Regions from separate parts of the Mus musculus genome. Here region 2 is linked to region 1. Evidence: chromatin contacts called from public HiCAR-type data. All regions are on one chromosome and are shown on one strand. The core of a region is the stretch at or near the end of the contact, and the rest is flanking DNA. Distances in the headings are between cores, read along the strand shown.

Region 1 (5,515 bases), core at 1,237-3,736:
ACACCACGGAGGGGGGAGGGGGGGGCGGTTGCCTGAGCTCTATCCTTAAGCCCTTCTCCAAAGGAGCTGGAGAAGTTTCGCTGCTTCCTTCTCCCAGGAGGCTCCACAGGGGCAAGAGCAGTTGGGCAGGAGCTTGGAGCTCTCAGCTCAAGTACCGTGCTTCCTGAGGCTCTGAGACTGGGGTGGAGGAAGAGGTATTCTCTCGTGAGCAGGGGCCTGGTGGGGCGTGTCTAAAATGGGTCCCATGATGGGCGCTGTGGCTGGCAGGTTAGGAAGAAAGGTTCAGGTCTCCTTTACACACTGCCCTCGGACTTCCCGAGCATGCGAAGCATAAGAAGCCACTTGTAGAGCAGATGCTCCACCCTCGACCCTCAGGCGCTCCCACAGACGCTTACCTGCACTGCTCCCTTTCAGGGTCACTGCAGAGGTCCCTCCCACCTGTGTAAAGAGGTAGCTCGACCAGGTTTCACCCTCCCACTTCCCCCACACTGGTCCAGATTTTCCCAGTAAGCACCACTGCCTTCTCAGGACTGCTCCGTGGCAGCATTTACCTCTGAGCCTGGACTGTTCCATGGCGGCATTTACACCTGAGCTAACTACACTAACAGTGTTGGCTGGGGGATTACACTAACAGTGTTGGCTGGGGGAACAGAAGATTGCTCTGGGCAATGATTGTTCAAGAGAGCCAGTCTTGGGTGAGGCTTGATGGGTGCCAGGGCTTATTATGTGTGCCATGGTTTTATAGGAGTGGCCCACCACACCGACACCATTTGTTTTGTATCAGGCACAAAGTATTTTGGAGGTTTCTAAAACACCAATTTTGTTGGTGAGCGCCTATTTACTCTGAGACTGACACCCAAGAGTTGCACACAGGGACACTCAGCTCCTAGCTCTATGCCCTGCTCCTACATGCTCCCTCCCCACCCCCACTCTCTACTCACGCTCTGCTGTGCCTTCCCCTGCCTGTCTTCATGTTGCCAGCTCCTCTTGTGTTTCAAGATGTGGCCCCAACAACACCTCTATCAGGCCTTCATGTGCCCTCTACTCATAAATAGATACATGTATTTTTTTTTTAGCTTTCTTTTTAATAGACTCCATCTCTGTCTCAAGGGAAAAAAATATTAGCACCAGTGGTGGATGGAGACTGGTTTACTAGAAACTGGGAAAAGACTGGACAACGACATGAGTTTTTAAAGAAAGACTGCCAGGTTGACCTGATTTTCTCAGGAAATAGAGCAGCAGGATGCTCGAGAACCGGAAGAGCATGCTGGAAGAGCATGGCTGTGTGGCAGAATAACTGCGTGCTCCAGGCCCATGTCTTTGGCAGCTGCACAGCCTGGGAGGTCTAGTGTGGCAGCTTGGGGACTTGGGATTTGTCCTGACTTCACAGCTACTAATGACTTAAACAAGGATGCTTAGAGCTCAGAGCATCAAGAGGCTAAAGAATGGCCCAAACTGACCAAGAAGACAGATGGTGGGACAGTACAGTGTCCGAGGACAACATGTGTGAGCAGACAACATGCGTGAGCAGACAACAGGTGAGCAGAGGCTGGCGTCTCCAAGGTCTCCAAGCACTTCCTGAGCTGCAGATACACCTGATAGAGATTTGCCCCGCCTGCAAATCCTACTTTCCTTCCTACAAGATGTTATCCTTAGCTGGGTGTGGTGACACACGCCTATGACCTAGCAGCTGGGAAATAGAAGCAGGAGGATGGTAGAGTTGGTGACCTCAAAGTGAAAACAACATTCCGTGCCCTGCCAAAAATCAAAGATCCTTATCCTCAGCGATGGGCTGAGCAACAGTGTGCAGCTCGTGTGTGTGTGTGTGTGTGTGTGTGTGTGTGTGTGTGTGTGTGTGTGTGTATGGTGCTTTTATATATATATATATATATATATATATATATAATGCTCACACACACACACACACACACACACATATATATATGAGCAGGAATTCATACATACATACAGATGTATATATGTGTGTATATATACACACACACACTTACACACACACATCACAAAACTTATTCTTTTAACTGTCATCAAATACAGAACAGTGGCAGCATCATGACCACATGACAAATCTCTTTCCATCTCACAAAATAAAACCAGTACCCACTGAATACTAATTTGCCCTTTCTGTCCCCACCCATGGAAACCACCATCCCACCTTTTTTCTCTGAGAGTCTTCAGGGAACCTGAGAAATATCAAATTCAGGATCCTTACACTCGTTTTACTCTGCATCATGGCTCATTGTGTGGCACCGTGTGGCAGAATGGCCTTTCTTTTTTGTTTTTGAGGATTAATACACTATTTTTATTTGTGCATACTATTTTTATTTATGTGTGTATGCCGGCACGGGTTCATGTACACCACTGAAAGCAAACATATTTGTAAGCCGCCCAGTGTTGGGGACTGCTGCGAGAGCAGCAAGCACTCTTCATTCCTGAGCCATCTCCAATCTTTAAAGCAAGGCACAGTGGGTTTTGATTTAAGGCCCCTGCCCCTGGGAGATGGGGCCTCTCATCAGCACACACAGTGATGCTTCAGTGTAAATGAACACCGAGTAAGTATATGACTACATCTGTATCTGGGGGAAACGGATCTCCAACCACACTTGAGAATCCTCTACCTCATAACTAAGGGTTAAAATGTTTAATGTAAAAATTATGGGAACATTTCCAAAAACTTAAGAAAAATGTAAACCTGAAGAAAACAATATCCACCCAAAATTGAGCACATTTTTCCAAAACAGATTTTTTTTTAAGTTTTAAATTTCATTTATTTATTTACTAACTTAAAAAAAAAAAAAAAGAAAAGAAATACAGTCTTTCTTTCTGTGTAGTCCAGGCTAGTTTGGAGTTCTTGTCTCCTTTCCTCTAACTAACTGACGAATGTGTGTAAGTTTGTACGTGGAGGTCAGAGGGCAACCTGCTGGAGTCTGTTTTCTCCTTCCACTGTGTGGGTTCTGGGGATCAAACTCAGGTCACCAATCTTGGCAGCAAGCCCCTTTACTTACTCAGCCATCTCACTGCTCCCTGGGGTGGAACTCATTTTCCTCCCTTTTCATTGCGTGTGTGTGTGTGTGTGTGTGTGTGTCTGTGTGTGTCTGTGTGTGTCTGTGTGTGTCTGTGTGTGTGTGTGTGTCTGTGTTTGCATATGCATGTGAGCATGCCATGGTGTTTGTGTGTGGGTTTGATGGAACAATGTTCATGAGTTGGTTGTCCACTTTCACCATGGGACCCACAGATGGAACTCAGGTCACCCACACTTGGCTGCAAGCACCTTTACTCACTGATCCATCTTACTGGCCCCCTGGCCTGGAACTTTTAGTCTACCTGCCTGAGCCTCCCGAGTGCTAGGATTACAAGTGTGTACCACTGTGCCTAGCAGGACAGATTTTCTTCTTTTTTTTTTTTTTATTGTAATAGTTGCATGGAGATGATTTGTCTGTCAAGCACTTATTAATGAATGACCCTGAGCCTGGTGTCCAAGCATGAATGTGTGCTCCCTCATGCCGCCTTCTCAGACATAAGAGTCATTCAAAATGAATTCTTTCAATTTTAGCAACTGCTTCCTGCCAAGGGTAAATACTGTTAAACACTACATTTTAGGGTGGTAAAGAGCTCAGATAGCTTTTCTGATATACACAAATGTAAAATTATTGGTGCTACTTCTGCTGTGGAGGAAATGTGGGGGGGGGAATGAAATGCTACTCTTTGATGCTGTTAGCCTGTTACTAGCTTTTCCCCCTCAAACTGTACACTTCAAAAATATTTCCTACGCTGGGCAGTGGTGGTGCAGGCCTTTAATCCCAGCACTTGGGAGGCAGAGGCAGGCGGGTTTCTGAGTTCAAGGCCAGCCTGGTCTACAGCATGAGTTCCAGGACAGCCAGGGCTACACAGAGAAACCCTGTCTCGCAAAACCAAAAACAAACAAACAAAAAGTTCCTAGTTCAGTGTATCATAGGCCTTTTTCATTTTTCTCTCTTTAACTTTTTTATACTAACAAATCAACAACCGGAAATGTTACTTTAAAAAAATTTAACCCATTCAAAAGTTTCAAGTTTGTCTTTAAACATTTGACCACATTTTTTGACTAGCCAATGTTCATTTCCCGATTACTCCAAAATGGACAGACATTGGGCTTTTTCATACTAAAATGGTAGTGCGCAGCGGTCTTTTGGGGTTCAGCCTCAGGAGTCACATCCTTAGGGAGAGTAAGAGCGGACCAGGGAGTGTGTTAAGTGACGGCCTTCCTCCCTGGGTTTCTGACAAAGGGAACCACAGCCTTCATTTTGAATGCCTACCTTGGGCCCATCATCTTGGGAATCCTCCATCAGTCTCTGTACAAATCTCTCAACTATCTGGGGTCTCATAACTGAAAAGTTTTCTTTCATGACTTGGTGTTTCCAACGATCTAGGAAAAATAAGAACAGATCAGTGTGACATCATAAAACACAGACTGCCACTAAGGGCGATACTCCACAGCTCCCGAGGGATGCACAACGAGTCTTCCACCGTGAAACTCCCATAAGGAAAGTTGGGGTGGGGGTGGGGTGGGAGGGCAGTCAGGACATAGAACCCTCTGGAACAGGACTGAAGGGAGATCTCTAGCAAAGTTCTTAACAAAAAAGGCTTTGGGGATGCCCTCCTGAAAGCCAGTGAATGATACTGTTGCTGTGGAGAACACCCTGAAGGAAAGGGCACGTTGCCCTTGACCTTCCCTTGACCTTCCCTGCATCCTCATCAATAGCCTGTATCTGTGATCATTTCAGTCTAACACAGCCTCAGAACGAAGCAAAGAGCATCATGGCTGATGCATAGGAGATGAGGCACACGTGACCTTACTCAGAGCAATGTTATTTACGGTGGCAGAAGCTACTGGAAATGTAGCTGCCCGTCATCTGGGATCATTTTCAATTATGGCCACCCTTCCAACAGAGTAGTACACAACTGTTCACAGGAAGAAACTCTTCCAATGTTGATGGAAAAGTTTGATGGTGTGGTAGTTTGAATATGCTTGGCCTATGGGAAGCGGCACTATTAGGAGATATGGACTTGTGGAGGAAGTGTGTCACTGTAGGGGTGGGCTTTGAGGTTCTATGCTTAAGTTCCACCCAGAGAAAAAGGGAGAGACCCTCTGCCTGCAGAGGAGTCTCCTCTTGCTTGCCTTCAGATCAAGATGTAGAACTCTCAGCTCCTGCCATGCTTCCCACCATGGTGATAATGAACTGAACCTGTAAGCCAGCCCCAATTAAATGTTGTTCTTTATAAGAGTTGCCTTGGTCATGTTGTCTCTTCACAGCATCAGAAACCCTAACTAAGACAAATGGTATTGATCCAATGGCAAGGTGTAGGTTAGTAAGTGGGAATGGCAAGGTATAGAACCGTGAATATCAAAGAGGAGCCGACTTAGAGCAGTGACAACAGGACTTTCCCCTTCTTTCTGCTCCGTCCTCCTTTCCCTGTTCCTGGACTGCTCACAGCAGTGCAGCCTCTGCCCTGTTTT
Region 2 (5,515 bases), core at 1,887-4,386, 120 kb after region 1:
CTCTAGCAACCGACAGCCTTTCTGCTCTCTGAACTGAGTCGTTGAACTCCTGCATGATGTAGTCAACTTGTTTCTGTTTAAGAGAGATACAGACACACCGTGGGCTGTTGGCAAGCATTGTTCTCTGCAATGCTGTCTGGGCGGCAAATAAGGGACTTTTTGAGTCCCACCCCCCCAAGTTCTTCTACAGTTTGGATTCAGTTGAGAGAGGCAGTGTCTTACTCTCCCAACTCTGAGGGACAGCAATTTAACAGTGCAGGAGGGTGTTTGGTATCAGGAGTCTACCTCCGACCTTCCTATTTTGGCCAAGTCTACAAGAAAAAAAAATGCACATGTCCTAGGTCCTAGGTAAAAATTATGTCAGGGCTCATTTTCAAAGTAGGAATCTTTTTTTTTTTTTTTTTTTTTTTTTTTTTTTTTTTTTTTGGCACTGTGACACACACCTTAATCCAAGCACTTAAGAATCAAAGGCAAGCCAGGTGTGGTGGCACACGCCTTTAATCCCAGCACTCGGGAGGCAGAGGCAGGAGAATTTCTGAATTCGAGGTCAGCCTGGTCTACAGAGTGAGTTCCAGGACAGCCAGGGCTATACAGAGAAACCCTGTCTCGAAAAACCAAAAAAAACCAAAAAACCAAAAAAACAAAAAGAGAGTCAAAGGCAAATGGATCTATGTGAGTTTGGGCCAGCCTGGGCTACACAGTGAGTTCCTGGACAGCCTGGGTTATATACTGAGCCCCTGTCTCAACAACAACAATAACAAAAGTAGCAATCTTTGTCTTCTGCTACTTTATGGCAGAGCACAGGAGAAGGCATGTCCATCGGTTCCTTTCCTATCTTTAGTTGTCAGTTTCTTTTAAAAAGAAAGGCAGCCTGCCATGTGTGGGGCCTCGCTCGGGCTTGACTACCACGTTCTCCTACAAATGGGCCTTGCAAGCATGTTTGGAGTTAAGTGTACGTCCTTAACCAAACACTGCTTGTCCTCTAAAGAGGCCTTCAACCCAGCAAGTAGCTTCAGGGTACGCACAGAGAGCTGTAAGGAGGACATCAGGGCCACCCTGAGCAACCAATGGGATGACCGACATCACGGCCACATTGTCCTTTACAACAACGACAAGCTTACTGGCCGTGTTGCTTTATTTAGAAAATACATATATAAAGCAACTAGAGATGGTTCCGTGGTTAAACATGCCAGCTGCACTCACACAGGCAGCTCCTAGCAACCTGGCTGTAACTCCAGTTTTAAAGGGGATCTGCTGCCCTCTTCTGGCATCCATGAGCATTGCATCCATGTGGACTAATGTGTGCACACACATAAACACATTAATTTAAAATGAAAATAAAAGTCTTTTTAAAATTACATCCATATATCATATATACATATACATCATTACATATGCGATGCACAGATACATGCTCTCCCACCGGGTCTGCTCCCTGGCCCCTTACCTTATAAAGAGGGTAGAGTTCTTCCATGGCCATACTGGTCTGGCAGAGCCTCTTCCACCTCAGCACGTGCAAATATTTACTCTGGCCCAGCTGCGTAATTCTCTCTGTGTAATACTTTACCAACAACAAAAATAAGCACTTACCAGAATATAATTATAGAAAGGGGGCTGATCGAGCCTTACGAACACTAACAATATAGGTGATGGTTGCTTTGAAAATACTTTTTTTTTTCTTACAGGAACACCATCAAATGAAGTCTGGTTCAAGATCCTTCCGATGTAAAGCAACAAGAGCAAGCAGATGTGTCTAAATCTCTGTGATCTGCTACTGAATTAACTGGTCACAAGCTCCTTCGTCAGCTACTGGACTGTTGGCAGTGACTTAGGATACTATAGGCTTAAAGTCGAGCTGAAGTTCTGGGTGGAGAAACTGAAATTATGGCTGGGAGAAATGCTGGATCAGTAAAATGCTTTTCAGAAAAACACAGAAACCAGAGTTCCATCTCCAGAACATATGTTGAGAAGAAAAGAGAAGAGAAGGAAAGGAAAAGAAAGGAAAGGGGAGGAAAGGGGAGGGGAGGGGAGGGGAGGGGAGGGGAGGGAAGGGAAGGGAAGGGAAGGAAAGGGAAAAAAGACAAGAAAAAGCAAAAGCAAAGCCATTTCTGGCGGCACTCAGAACGCAGGGGAGGCAGAAACAGACAGGTAGGTCCCTAGGGCTCGTGACCACTCGACCTTCCCTGCTTGGCAAACTCCAAGAGAGAACTCCTGTCTCCAAAGAATAAGATCACAGCACCCAAGGTGTGACACCTGAGGTTTTCCTCTAGGAAACATACAAGCACACACATGTACCCATGCATCCATGCACACACACACACACACACCTAAACCTGTGAGTCAAAAAGTCCATTACAAGTAAGATTAGTGGCTCAGAGAGGTGGCCCTCTGGGTAAGGGAACTCCTTATGCAATCGTGATGACCCGGGTTTGATTCCTGGGACCCTTGTGGAGATGGAAGGCAGGAAGTAACTCCATCAATGTTGTCCACCGTCCCCCACGTGTGCACCACGGTGCGTTCCAAAACACATACACAGAGTAATAACAAAAAAGAAAAAAATTAAGACTATAGTTTATAAAAATCAGACTGAAAATTTTCGCTTACAATTAAAATAAAAGCAGTGGCACATTCCTATAACCCTCGTGCCTCGTGCTCAAGAGGCCAAGGCAGGAGATTTATGAGTTTGAGGGCAGTCATGCAGATGGCTTTTCTATCCAGGGATAAAAATGACGCTGCGAAGAAATGAGTCCTGTTGCATTCTTTCATCACGAGTAGAGAATCTGACAGAATACTTGAGGCAACTGTTTTTCTGTCCCAACATAGTGCCAGGGTTCCTGGGGAAAGAGAACCACTTGTCATGGTTCCCGCGAGCCGAGACGCTCACTCACGCTGCTGAGACCCAGCAAGGAGAGGAAACGGTAAGGGAGCGGAGGGACCTCTGAGTTAAGGAGAGAAGACTTGAAACGTGAGGCGAGGCGAGGCGCGGAACAGGAACCCAGGAACCGGGGAGTTTGTAGGCTGCGGCACTGGAGAGGAGGAAGCCAGTCAGAGAAAGGCAGGCTCGGAAAGGACCCCACGGGTCTGTTTGTTGAGTACCTAGCCAGGCACGCAGCAGGAGACGCTCCAGGAGGCTGTGTAAAGAATAGCTGACCCTGACCGACCGAAGGCCAACAGCTCTTAATAGGTTCTTACTGGACTGGCTGCAGGCTGTTCAAGTTCCAGCCACCAGGTGAAAGTGTCCCTGGATACCCGAGACATCCAACACCAGGGCTCTGGTAATGAGGACAAACTGAGCCTAGAGTGAAGATTATCCTAAAGCCACACAAGGCAGCCCTGAAGGGAGTAAGTGGGTCTGTGACTTAAAAGCTTCCCAGAACAAAGTCCAACACTTGACGGGAAACACAAAATCCACGGCATCCGATAGTGAAAATTTGATTATTTTTAGCATTCATTTATAAGTGATTTTATAAACTATAGTCATTCAAAGCAACAAGGAAAAGATCTGTGGGCAGAAGAGCAGTTAGTGAGAAGACGACAAGAACCAACCTAGTTAACAAGGTCAGCAAGCCAAGTGTTTAAAGGTCCGAAGACTGAAAGCGAATGTGAATGCAGCTTGAAGAGTCTAGGAGTCTAAAAGTAAATACACGTTTGAAGCAAACACTGAACCGACAAGATTAGAGGTACATTAGACTTTGCATGGAAAATGTTAGAAAACTTCAACTGGGACTGGTGGAGGTGGCGCACGCCTTTAATCCCAGCACTTGGGAGGCAGAGGCAGGGGATCTCTGAGTTCGAGGCCAGCCTGGTCTACAAAGTGAGTTCCAGGACAGCCAGGGCTACACAGAGAAACCCTGTCTCGAAGAACAAAAACAACAAGAACAAAAGCTAGTAACCTTGAAGAGCAATAGGAACTTCACAAAATGAAGTAGGTACCAACTGCAAACAAGGATACAGCCAAAGGGAACAGGATCTTGGTCTTTCCGAGGTGATAGGAAACACTGTAATGGATGTGCAATTTAAGCAACGGGTCTCGGAGCTGGGCTTAAACTCAGGAATGAGCTTGACAATTAAGATACTGTTAACTAAGAATGATATAACGTATAATTTAGTCAAGCCTTTTTGGTTAGTTGTAAGAGTGGTTGTGCTTGTGTGGAGGGTTGAGGTTGATTTTGGAATAGTTTTTTCTAGTCAAATTAAGTCTAGGAGAGTTAAGGATGTTTTTAGGCTTAGGTTAAGAGATTTTATGGGTGTAATGCAGTGAATAATGGATGGGAAAAAGCCTAGTAAGGTTGAGAAAGATGAATATGAGTTTGCTTTGTTTATTGAGAATTTTATAGTCACTCCCAGAACCCAGAAAACTCTGTTTAAAGAAACCGTGCTTAAAAGTTTTCAAAAATTAAGAAATGCTCTCGCCAGGCGTGGTGGCACACACCTTTAATCCCAGCACACGGGAGGCAGTCTCATGCTAGCTGTCCAGGGTCAAGAAACACAGACACAAGTCCATGATGAGGAACACTGGTGGCCATGTTTGAAGGCCGCCTAATCCAGCATCTATATTTTTCAGCATCATGACTGCTATGATTTGGACCTTAAGGGTCTCCCACCAATACTGTCTTTTGAAAGCTCAGTCCCCAGAACAGCAATGTTCAGAGGTGGACCTTTGGCAAATGAATGGATCAATGGGGCCCGGACCTTATCAATGGATTAATCCATTTATGGATTCAAAAATTAGCGGCTTGACAGGGCGGACCTTTGTTCTAAAAAGTGAGCTCTCTGCTTTGTGGCAACCCAGAGGTGAACAGCTTCCTTCTGCCCCATCTTCCAGCTGTGTTATTCTCCCTCACCACAGGCTAAGAAACAATGCAGCCAGGTGTGAACAAAAGTTGCTTGAAAACAAAAAGAAAATTGTACATTACATTGAATCTTCCAGGTGGCTGTCTAACTGACAAGAACTTCAGTGGCTGTGGAGAACTGGATGTTGCAAGCCTAATTACAATTGGTCTTGGACTACTTTTAGCTTCTATAATAGCCATTCCGGGCTCATCTCTGCGACTGACCTTACATCTTTGCGACTATTGGGTAAATCCTTTGGAATGTACAGATGGAAAATTAGTTTCCATTGCCATGCCCATTCCAGTGGTGTCTACATAACAAGTCCAAAAGCTTGGCCGCAGTCCTGAGGCAAAAAGTTTCACGGAAGCTGGTCTCCTGGAGGTCCTTGGTGTTCTGTAACTTAGATGTGGTCCAGATTTGTCCTTGCGATAGTCGGTGGAGGGTTTTGTGTGCTTTCTTTCAGTATTGTTTTATTATAGGTGCCCCCAAGGAATGATTTGACACATAGCCAAGTTAGATTGGCCATTGTTTCCTGTCCACCACTGGTGTCCCAACATCCTAGTCAATCCTTGAGCTGACCTTGGGCTTGGAATCTTGTAAAAATGTTACTTATTCAGACAAAATCCCTCCAGTGTTGAAAGAGAGATAGTGAAAGAAATCAGGTATTGCAGTTTACTGGATA

What was found. HiCAR-type assays count read pairs that join an accessible place to other places.
Region 2: a HiCAR-type map of kidney shows a contact between it and region 1, with 2.9 times the contacts expected there. The contact joins the enhancer-like site here to the promoter of 5730435O14Rik in region 1. A contact is called at or near these places in 13 of 39 promoter capture datasets (the 3T3-L1 cell line, 3T3-L1-derived adipocytes, the C10 cell line and 7 more), 1 of 15 datasets of contacts at CTCF or cohesin (the NIH/3T3 cell line), 17 of 484 Hi-C or Micro-C datasets (3T3-L1-derived adipocytes, the C10 cell line, the HPC-7 cell line and 11 more), 12 of 115 datasets of contacts at active chromatin or transcription factors (bone marrow-derived dendritic cells, craniofacial prominence, double positive thymocytes and 8 more) and 4 of 9 other capture datasets (adipose tissue, embryonic stem cells, liver and 1 more).

Annotation. Positions count from the first base shown.
Region 1 is chr10:41,565,530-41,571,044 of GRCm38.p6, forward strand. 5730435O14Rik (RIKEN cDNA 5730435O14 gene) reads left to right here and starts at 2,487. Exons shown (of 4, transcript NR_045341.1): 1 at 2,487-2,570. It overlaps Ccdc162 (coiled-coil domain containing 162), which reads right to left. Exons shown (of 48, transcript NM_001358562.1): 37 at 4,314-4,423.
Region 2 is chr10:41,681,720-41,687,234 of GRCm38.p6, forward strand. Ccdc162 (coiled-coil domain containing 162) reads right to left here. Exons shown (of 48, transcript NM_001358562.1): 5 at 1,448-1,561; 6 at 1-73. Among named protein-coding and RNA genes, the nearest start is that of Mir3473b, 14 kb to the left of the region's middle. Within about 2 kb of position 3,137, at least 31 of the 459 cell types and tissues checked have an H3K27ac peak or open chromatin away from gene starts, as enhancers often do. A contact at or near this core is called in granulocyte-monocyte progenitors, kidney, pancreatic islet and 1 more, where this site is marked.